Linked DNA regions of Canis lupus: region 2 is linked to region 1. A link is a contact called in public Hi-C data. All regions are on one chromosome and are shown on one strand. The core of a region is the stretch at or near the end of the contact, and the rest is flanking DNA. Distances in the headings are between cores, read along the strand shown. Region 1 holds the start of DDX10 (probable ATP-dependent RNA helicase DDX10). Region 2 holds the start of LOC119871823.

Region 1 (5,156 bases), core at 1,263-3,762:
AGTTAAGTAGTTCCACCCTTCTGACCTGCAAAGCTAAAACCATTTACTATCTGATCCTTTACAAAGCTTGCTAATCCCCATTATAAGCAACAGCTACTATAGTAATCCATGCAAGAGATGATGGGGCCTGAACTAAGGCATAGCCTGGGGCTTGGGATTTGGGGGTGGGGGGGCGGGGAAGCATGGGGGGCGGTGCCTGGAGTAACATTTTAAAAAATTTTAAAGGCAGAAGAGATTATCAGTATGACTGGATGTATGACCACTGAAAGGGAAGTCTCTAGGATTACTTGTAGGTTTCTAGCTCAGTAGTCCGCTTAGATAGTGGGGCCAGCATGTGGTGCGCCAAGTATCAGCCCCAAGATGTCCATATGCTAACCTCCAGAACTGTGAATATTGTCTTAGATGGCAAAAGTGATTCTGTACAGGTCATTATTAAAGATCTTGAGATGGGAAATTATCCTCAATATTCTGGGTGGGCCCTAAATGCAATACAAAGCATCCTTATTTAAGAACGGCAGAAGTAGATTTGACACAGAACCCAAGGTAATGTGTCCATGGAGACAAAGTTTGGAGTGTGCAGCCACAAGCCAAGGAATGCAGCCACCAGGAGTGAGAAGTGAGAAGCAGGAAGAAATGGATTTTCCCTGAGAGCCTCCCGATGGACCATGGCCCTGCTGACACCTTGATTCCAGCACAGTGAAACAGATTTCAGACTTCTGGCTTTCAGAACTACGAGAGAACAAATTTCTGTTGTTTTAAGCCATGAAGTTTGTGGCAATTTGTTACAGTGGCAAGAGGGAACTAAAACGGTGAATTCTGGAGTCAAAGATAATGACCTTGTGTATTTAAAATATTCTGACAGGTAAAGACATCCACAGCACCATCGGAAAAAAAGAATACGAACTCAGAGGAGCTGTGGGTAGAATACAAAAGGGAGCCAATAACCCACAAGAATAAGCACTGGGATTACAAAAGAGAAGAAAGGCTGGGACCATACCCCTTAAACAAGTCTGGTTAGATAAAGAAGACTCTAAAATGCAATCAATGGTTTCTTAAAATGGTGTGCGTATGTCAATAGTAGTAATAACGTAACAGCTAATATATTTATATGTATCAGGCATTGTGCAGATAAGCTTTAGAGTCACTAACTTCTCCAAACAACTTATAAAACAGGTATTACTATGCCTTTTAAAGATAAGACAAGGGAAGCAGAGAGAGTAAGTAACCTGCCCACACATTCAACCGGTGACCAAAAGCCAGGATCAAATTATCATTTACCTTAACTCAAAAGCCTAAGCAAAGACAAAGGTTATCTATCTAATCTTGTTGACCTAAGGGTCCTTTAAAGGAAAGCCATACCAGCATGACACCTGATGACTATAATTCCAGAAACGTCCCACATATTAAATCCTTGACTACACCGCAGTAGAAGGGGCAATTACTGAGAGGGGAGTGAGGTGGGTGTCGGCCAACACATCGGGTTGCGGGGGGGGGGGGGGGGGGGGGGGGGGGGGGGGAGGCGCAAGAGGTCAAAATGGTAACTACAGGGCTATTCAGAACATCGAGTACAATGGGGGATGGCAGGTGCCAGGCACACACCAGGAGCCCAGCTTTCCTGTGCCAATTCCTGGACGGGGACACGAATCAGGGAGAGAAAATAAGCACAAGAAGGGACGCAGATGCGGCGTGAGGCTTTGGACTTGGAAAGACACGGGTATTTAGGCTGCAATCCCACACCACCTACTAACATGTGAGCTGAAAGCAAGTACGTTACCTTCTCGGAGCCTCCACGCTCTCACCTGCAAAATGGGAATAAGACCCAGACCCAGTTCAGGTCAAATAATTAACGTGAAGCACACGGTGAGGGGCTGAAATCGTAGGTGTCGTCAGTATGACTACTGCCGTTAGTACCACTGTTATTACCCCGTTTCACTAACTCCTTGCTCTTAAAGAGCCACTTCAGCCCCATCCTTTCTACCGAGCAGGGCGGCGAGCAGAAGAGCGACTGGAGGGTCCAGAGCCTGGTCCGCGGGGCCGGGCGGACCACCTGTGGGGCCTCAACTGTGCTGGGGGGCCCGGCCGCACCTGTCACCCCACCCCACCCCGTCTCCAGCCCCCCTTCGGCCCACCCATGACAGGTCTCCCACCGCCGCGAGGACGCGCAGCCCCGCGGCCCGCCCGCCGCGCCGCCCCCGGCCTCACCTTCTCGTAGTTCTGCGTGAGGCGGCTGATGGCCTCGCGTTCCACCTGCCACTCGGGCTTCTTCAGCTGCTTCCTCAACTGCTTCTTTTGGCTCTGCTTATGGCTGTGTTTCTTCTTCCAACGGTTGAAGCTCCGCACCGGGTCGGGCCGGCCGCCCGGCCCCCGAGAGTCGGCAGTTTTGCCCATAACAGCAGCGGCGGCGACAGAGCCGACCTCCCCCGGACACCAGAAGCCTCAGGCCAGCCGCACCGTCCGCAGTGAGGAGACGCGGAACCAGCGTGGGGATAGAGAGGCGACGGCGCGTGCGCGGAACCCGGAGCCCGCCCCCGAGCTTTTGAAACCGGGGCACGCGCCGTTGACGGCAAGCGAAGGCTGAACGCTGATTGGCTACTTGGATTCCGCAGGGCGTAGCGGGCAAGCCGCGGGGAGACGGAGGAGGAGCGATCTGAGGAAGGGGGCGGGGCTAGCGGCGCCTGGCGAGCGCCGGCTCTTTAAATGGGCGCATGCGCACGGGTTGCTGCTACTACGGTGACGTCACACGACTCGCTTCAGGGTTGTTAGTGCGCGCTTGCCCTGGGTTTAATCTTGGCAAAGCGTGCGCTTACGCACTCATGCACACTCTCGCGCACACGCGCACTTGCCCAAAGCTCAAACACCTATTTAATAACTTCCAAGTTGAATCTGAGTCAGGATACTGCCCCAGGAATAAAAAAATGAGTGTTCTATATCTTAATGTCCCTGTTTTTGCAGACCCCTCAGACTCCGCTGCAGCAGCAGGAAACAAGCAGAATTGAACTGAATTTGCCTTAAAATGCAGTTATGAAGACAAAATGAAAACTAAAAATAAAGAATTGGAAGAAAAGTTATTTGCAGGTTGGCCATTTACATGAATCGGCCTTCGATGAATGGGGGGAGGCTAAGATTTTATTTATTCATGAGAGACACAGAAGAGAGGCAGAGACATAGGCAGAGGAAGAAGCAGACTCCCCATTGAGCGAGGAATCCTGATGTGGGACTCGATCCCTGGACCCCAGAATCAAACCTGAGCCACAGGCAGATGCTCAATAACTGAGCCACGCAGGTGCCCAATGAATTGTTTTTTTGACACATTTATCTGCAGTGGCCACTAGTATACACTGGATAGAGATGAGGGCAGAGCTGTGGCAGGGAAAGAGATTAGGCTCAAAGTTCACATGCAGGCTGTTCAGGCCCTCATATTATTTTTCAGTGCCATATAGCCAGATGACTACCCCCAAACACATGCCCATTCCCTAGACAGAAGATGATTGGGGAAGCAGAGACTGTGACCCAGGGAATCTTCAAACCCAGGGTCCCTAGATGTGGTGGAGGGTAATGGTCAATAAAGGGAAGTTATTTAAAAGTTTCTATATACATCCACAAAAAATTAAAGATACAATGACCCTATGATCCAACAATTCTATTTCTGGATGTACACACAGAAGAATTGAAAGCAGGGTCTGAAATAGATGTTTACAAACCCGTATTCATAACAGCATTATTCCCAATATCTAAAAGGTGAAAGCAGCCTATGTGTCCATCCAAGAATACTGGATAAGCAAAAAGTGTTATGTAGGTATGTTGGAATACTATCAGGCCTTAAAAACAAAAGAAATCCTGACAATGCTGCAATGTGGATGAACCTTGAGGACATCATGGTGAGTGAAATTAGCCAGTCACAAAAAGTCCTGTGTGAATCCACTTGTCTGAGATATTTAGGGAGTCAAAATCAGAAATGAAAATAGAATAGAGGTTGACAGGAACATGGGAAGTTACTGCTTAATAAGTATATAGTTTCAGTTTTGTGGGATGAAAATAGTTTTGGAGGTTGGTAGCACAACAATGGGAATGTACTTAATGGCCACAGAACGATACACCTAAAAATGGTTTAAATGGTAAATTTCATTTTATCACAATTTTTAAAATTGTTTTAAGTATCTATATACAATGAATGAGGCTCTCAGCTCTATTACTCTCCTCCTAAAGCTAAAGCAGCTAGGTGTATACATACCTCCGGAAAAAAAAAAAAAAAAAAAAAAAAAAAAAAAAAACCTGAAAAAGTCATCCCTAGGAAAAATGGCCCAAGAGACAGACCTGGACCTGACAGCATTTATGCAACCACCAAAGAAATAGCAGGTTGCTAAACTGCCTCATCTCTTCAGTGAAGCCCACTCTTCATGAGCTCTCCCATGCACTAGTCATTTCTAATCAGCCCTACTCAAATATGAAAGAGTAATAAAAACCACCAAATGTTTCAGGAAATTCTTTGACTTAAATGTTGGAAGCTAAACCTAATAAACCAATGCAGAAAGCAAAAGAAATCTTCCAAAGAAATAATTAATATTTTTAGAAACATAAGGCATTGCTATACCCATGAAAAAGAACAAAAACTATTCAGAGAATGGAATAGAACTCTTAATAGAAATGATTTTGTTTGTAATGGAAATCAAATTTTTGACATAAAATAATAGAAAATTTGAAGTCTAATCACAATGAACTCACTCTCACATTCTGAAGTCATTAGGATGAAATAATTTGTAATATGAATAGTTCACATCTTGATTGCATAAAATGACACCTTTATGATGATTTCAACTTTTATTTGCCCCACTATCTTGTATTCTGTAGAAACGATCCCTAGGCAGGCTTTCAGTTTTGACATTGAGAACATTAGTTTTTCCAACATTTTTTTTTAAGATTTTATTTATTTATTCATAAGGACAGAGAGAGAGAGAGGCAGACAGAGGCAGAGGGAGAAGCAGTCTCCCTGCAAGGGGCCCGACGTGGGACTGGATCCTGGGTCTCCAGGATCACATCCTAGGCTGAAGATGGCGCTAAACCACTGAGCCACTCAGGCTGCCCTCCAACATTTTAATAGTGACATCTATGTTCTCCATTACTAACAAGTATTCAGAAAGCTCCTAAAGAGCTGAAAA
Region 2 (5,156 bases), core at 1,145-3,644, 900 kb after region 1:
AATGTCTTCAGTAGTGGCACCAATCTTAGCTTTACCTTGAGACTGTGCTCAGGATTACAGTGCCCAGGAAGTGGGTTCAGGGGTCAGAAAACTATAGCCCACGAACCAAATCCTGCTGGCATAAGCCAGGGGAGCTAAGGAAGGTTTTTAGATTCTCAGAGGGTTGTTTAAAAACAAACAAAAAATAGAGCAAAAAAAGAGTATGTGACCAGAGACCATGTGTGGCTACAAAGATGAAAAATTATCTGGTCCTTTGCAGAAAATTCTTGCCAACCTCTGTACCTGTCACACAGAGGACTGCACCTACTAAGAAGCTGAGGTGACTTTTACTAAGGCAAGAGTCATTAGTTCAGCATTTAAAACCTTCGAGAAATTACTATAGATCACCATGTAAAGCTGGTGAAGATGAATTCTATCTTCAAATTAAGTTTCTTTTCAGCTCAACATTTATCAGATTTCTATTATTACACGATTATGGAAGACACTGGAGTTACATAATGAATAAAACAGGGCCTTAACATAGCTGAAAATCACTTCAGGGAGTCATCTTCTCTGGGAGAAACGATCCATGCAATATCCCAAGCAAAAGATACGGGCCTGTATGAAATGAATTTCATGCAAAATTTTATGTCTCTCTAACTTTTTCTAAGGATATGGAGGCAAGGATGGACTGTGGGTGGTTGGAAATATGTGCTTGTAACTCAAAATCAGAAGGATAGAAAAAGAATGAAGAACCATTTAATAGATACTTTACAGTAATTATTATATAAATCCCAAAAGGTGAATGGTGTTTTGCGGTTTCTGTGTCAGGTCATACCCCAATGCCCATATTATTTTTCCTAAACCAAACTGCCTCCTAAAGCAAAATCAGGGCTGAAGATAAAAGATTAAGGATTGATTCACAAATCTCTCAAACCCTGGGGCAGCAGATGGGGAAATACTACAGAGTAAGAGAAGACTGTCAACTGCAAAGCCTGAAGAATTGCTTCTGTTTGATTGTAGAAAGAGAAAGGCAAGCTAGTGAAAACCTCTGAAAACAAGTGATCACAATGTGTGGAAAGAACTCACAGAACCAAGGTAGTTTCACAGAGGCTAAGAAGTTCAAAAGCTTTAAAATCTTCAGTACCTTCAAGCAGGGTGGATGGGGAGATGAAATCACTGAATTTGGCCAACGGGATATTTTACACTGTTGTCCAGTTTGGTAGCCCCCAGACACATGCATCTATTTAAATTTAAATTAATTAGTTAAAACCACATAAAAACTTTAAAAGTTCAAAATTCAGTTCCTTACTTGTACTAGCCACATTTGAAATGCTTGAAAGCCACATGGTCAGCAGCCGCCTTACTGGACACCAAACATGTCCACCATCGCAGCAGGTCCTAGAGGAGCATGTTTCTGCAGACATCCGGTGATGCACAAGTAAGGACACACTGGGGAGATGGAGCAGGTTTCCCCTATCCTGTCTTCTGTGGCTGGTGAGTGTGCTTGATCTGACCGTCTCCAGCGGGCAACTGTTCACTGTTGCAATCCAGCCCCAGCCTCACTCTCTCTCCCTGGACTTCTGTTCTTTCCTCCTCCTAACCTAGGAGGCTCCGTGGAAGTCATGCCTCCACTGCACAGCACTCCGGTTGGAGCTGTTCTTCCAGGGGCAGGGTCCGCCCGGGGGCCCCACCGCTGCTCTGCGGGCGTGATTTTCTCCCCTTCTCTTCCCTGCACTCACATAGCTCACCGGGGCACGGGGACAGTACACTCACGTCCCACACAGGACATCAGGGCGAGGGCATGGCTAATCACCATCCGCTCCCGCGTCTTCAGGCCCCTGCTGGGTCCTACTCACTGTGTTACCATGTACTTGGGCCTCGCGCCAGTTTGCTCGTCTCCTTCCTTCTCTGCCTCCTCCCGCCTTCCACCAGCCGCTCCGCTCAAGAACTCCATTTCCTCCAGGCGCCCCCACAGACCTGCAGACCAGAACGGTTTCTCTCAGTACGAGCATCCTCCGCGACTTGGCGCAACCCATCGTTCCCGCCCTACGACCCTCCGCGGCCTCCGCAGATCGTCCTGCTTGCCGTGTGGTTGCCCCCTTCATTGCCACGTTCATGCACCTTCCCTCTCCTCTCCGTCGCCCGCGCGACGTCTCCTTCAGACCCCAGGCCCCTCTCTTGTTCCTCCAAGAAGATTCAGGAGGCGGGCATCACTGCGCGACCGAGGCGCACAACCGCCTCGATAGCGTCCCTGTGCGGAGCTACCAGAAGTCAGACGCGCTCCCGGTCCCCGCTCTTGCCGTAAATACGACGACCACATCTTCGCCGTAAGGCAGAGCTGTTCACGCGCGGAAGCCTCGAGGCCGCGCCAGAGACGAGGACCGCCGGGCGGCGAAGGGGGTTGTGGGAGTGCCTTTCGTCGCCCCGCAGACTCATGGGAAATGTAGTGCTGGCTCCTCCAACATGGCGGCGCCCAGGCTTTCCGGGACACAATGGTGAGGCTGGCGAAGGGGAGGGGGTACCGGCGTGGCGAGAGACCCGCCTGAGCCACGGCAGAGATATATGGCGCTTCATCCTGGCGGGCGGGATGGCTGCAACCCCGCCTTCTCCTGTCGGCCTCACCCGCCGGTGCCCGAGGACAGAACGAGGACAGGGATGGCGGGAGCGGGCCCCTGGGATGGTCCGTGGGCACGGCCCTGTTGGTGTTCGGTGCGGATGCTCACGCGGCGTCTATGCCGCTCCTCTGTCTCCTTTGGGGTGGGGGACGAGCGATTGCAGCCCGGGCGGGGTACGTCCGGCGCTGTCGGGGCTGCCCTCTCTGGTCCTCGGAGTGTCAGGGTGCGGGTTCAGCCAAGTTTATGTAACAGACGTTTACCGGGTTCCTGCTGTGCGCCAGGCACTCAGGTCTGGGACCTCAAGCAGACGACAGTTTTCTGGGCTAGCCCGACCCCCAAACAGGTGATTATAATACAACCTGAAAATGGCAGAGAGAGAGGTACACACCAAGTAATAGAGCGTTGAAGGGGACCACCAAACTCAGAATCCTGACGTGGTTTAGGAGATAAGAAGGCAAGGTAGGTTAAATGTGGTCAGTAAACGTTTGTGGGATGGCTGCTTGTTGCTAGGTCCTGTTCTAGGTGCTGAATGCTCCAGGGTGAGTAATACAGACAAAAATCTCTGTTTCATAGTTTATTTTCTGGTTAAGTTAGAGGACAAAGAGAGAAAATAAATTAATGAGGCATAAGAAAATACAGAATAGGTGTTCTTAAAGGAATTAAAATAGGGTGAGACGACCAGTGATGGAGTAAATTTTTTCTAATTATTTAAAATTTTATTTCCTTTTTTAGTAGGCAGTGCAATTTGAATAGCTACTAAATTCAAAAGTTATGACAGAAGAAATCTCCCTCTCATTCCTGTACTAGCCTACCCATTTCCCTTTCCTGGAGCCAACCCATATCACTAATTTCTTTTTTGTTCTAGAGATTTATATGTATACTCTTTATACCTGTGCTTTAATTTATAAACAGGCCTCATCTGAGAGGAATTTGAGTTCTTTCTAACTTTAGCTGTTAATGAAGCAAAATTTACCTACAAGCACAGGAACATTTTTCTATACTGCTTTCCTGCATTATGGATATTCTTTTGTTCAGGGAGGGCAGGTTCACACATTACTATTACCACGTAGGGCAATCTCCAATAGGGTATGTTGGGATTAAACTTAGTAGCAGAGTCTGTGTGATCTCTAACCTCGTGTTATCCTACAGAGAGTGCTTAGACTGTCTTTTATTAGACTGGACTCAGTATGGCTAATACTTTATCTAGTAAATAATGACGTCACTCCCGTCACATCCTGTAACACTTCTACACACGTGCCAAGGAGAATCCAAACCTTTGTGCAGTCGTGGAAATTTCTTGGCCAGGGATGTGTCCTTGTTAGAAAGGGGTACCTCCAGACCTCAGCAGCTGGTATCAGGCTATTCCTTTTTTTGAGGTGACTCAGACCTCCTGGGGCAGCACATTGCTAAGTCCCTGGAATGGGGAACAAATGGGCTTTCAGAGCTATCTGGATTTGTCTTTGAAAGGGAAGAAGGAAGAGAGGACAGAATGTGATCATGAGGCTCCATCTGCTGGTACTGGGCTCTTAGTGTCATACTTTTAAAAGGATGTATTCAGCATCCTGTCTTTCTTATTTCTTCCACTTTGCAGTGTTTATTCATGTGACATATTAAGAAAAGAATTTTTGGTGCATTCATCTCTTGTTTGCAAGATGCCATTCCAAAGATGATGATCTTGGAATACAATGACAATAAGATAGTTCCTTTGAGAGCCCTCAACTTTACTTTGTCTTCTTAATTCATTCTAATCTGGCCTTTTCTGGAAGTTATCAGCAATCGATTAGTAGACATATTTAATACTTTTGGCAAATTTATGAGATAGTGTCAGAGTTTAACACAGCCAGCCAGACATTAAAGTGTAGAAAACATTTTATTTAGTAACTCTTGACAGTAGGGGAAAGAGCTGAGCTCCATTCCAATTTGTGAGTAATGATTTGGGTGTTTTAAAGGTAGAATGGGGTGGGGGGCAGAGTAGGGGCTTTGTAGAGTCAAAGAAGTGAAAAATCACAAAGGGTTGGTCATTGCAAATGCAGTTAGGCCACCTGTGTTTGCTAGCCAGCAGTTATAATAGTTAGGATTCTATCCTATGAGAAACAGGCCCTATCCTTCCTGATGATTACGTTTCAAAGGAGTGGCTTGCAGGTCCATGAGAGAGATACTTTTTTTCTTTTTTAAAAGATTTATTCATTTTAGAGAGAGACAGCATGTGAGTGGAGGCAGGGGAGGGAGGAGAGAGAGAATCTCAAGCAGATTCCCCACTGAGTGTGGAGCCTGCCACGGACCTCCATCCCTGGACCCCAAGATCATGACCTGAGCCAAAATCAAGAGTCAGATGCCCAACTGACTGAGCCACACATGGGTTCTGAGAGAGATACTTCTGAGTTGCAAGAGCTACCTATTCACAATTGTAGTCCCCTTTTAGTAAGTGCCCTAAGAAAGGGAGATCAGGGTCCTATTGGCAGGTGTTGCTAGAACAAATAGTAAAACTTCCTGGCAGTTTCAGTTTTCTCAGGCAGACATTGTAATGGGGAAGCTGGGAACATCCTAGGGACAAGGCTT

What was found. A called contact is a pair of places that touch in the nucleus more often than the background predicts.
Region 2: a contact with region 1 is called in a Hi-C map of amygdala, with 7 times the contacts expected there. The contact joins the promoter of LOC119871823 here to the promoter of DDX10 in region 1. A contact is called at or near these places in 3 of 9 Hi-C or Micro-C datasets (amygdala and blood).

The regions. Positions count from the first base shown.
Region 1 is chr5:23,971,665-23,976,820 of UU_Cfam_GSD_1.0, forward strand. DDX10 (probable ATP-dependent RNA helicase DDX10) reads right to left here and starts at 2,513. Exons shown (of 15, transcript XM_038536261.1): 1 at 2,203-2,513. The coding sequence starts at 2,388.
Region 2 is chr5:24,870,867-24,876,022 of UU_Cfam_GSD_1.0, forward strand. It overlaps LOC119871823, which reads right to left and starts at 2,395. Exons shown (of 4, transcript XM_038536312.1): 1 at 1,847-2,395; 2 at 1,292-1,396. The coding sequence starts at 2,099. All of the region lies in intron 2 of ALKBH8 (alkylated DNA repair protein alkB homolog 8), which reads left to right.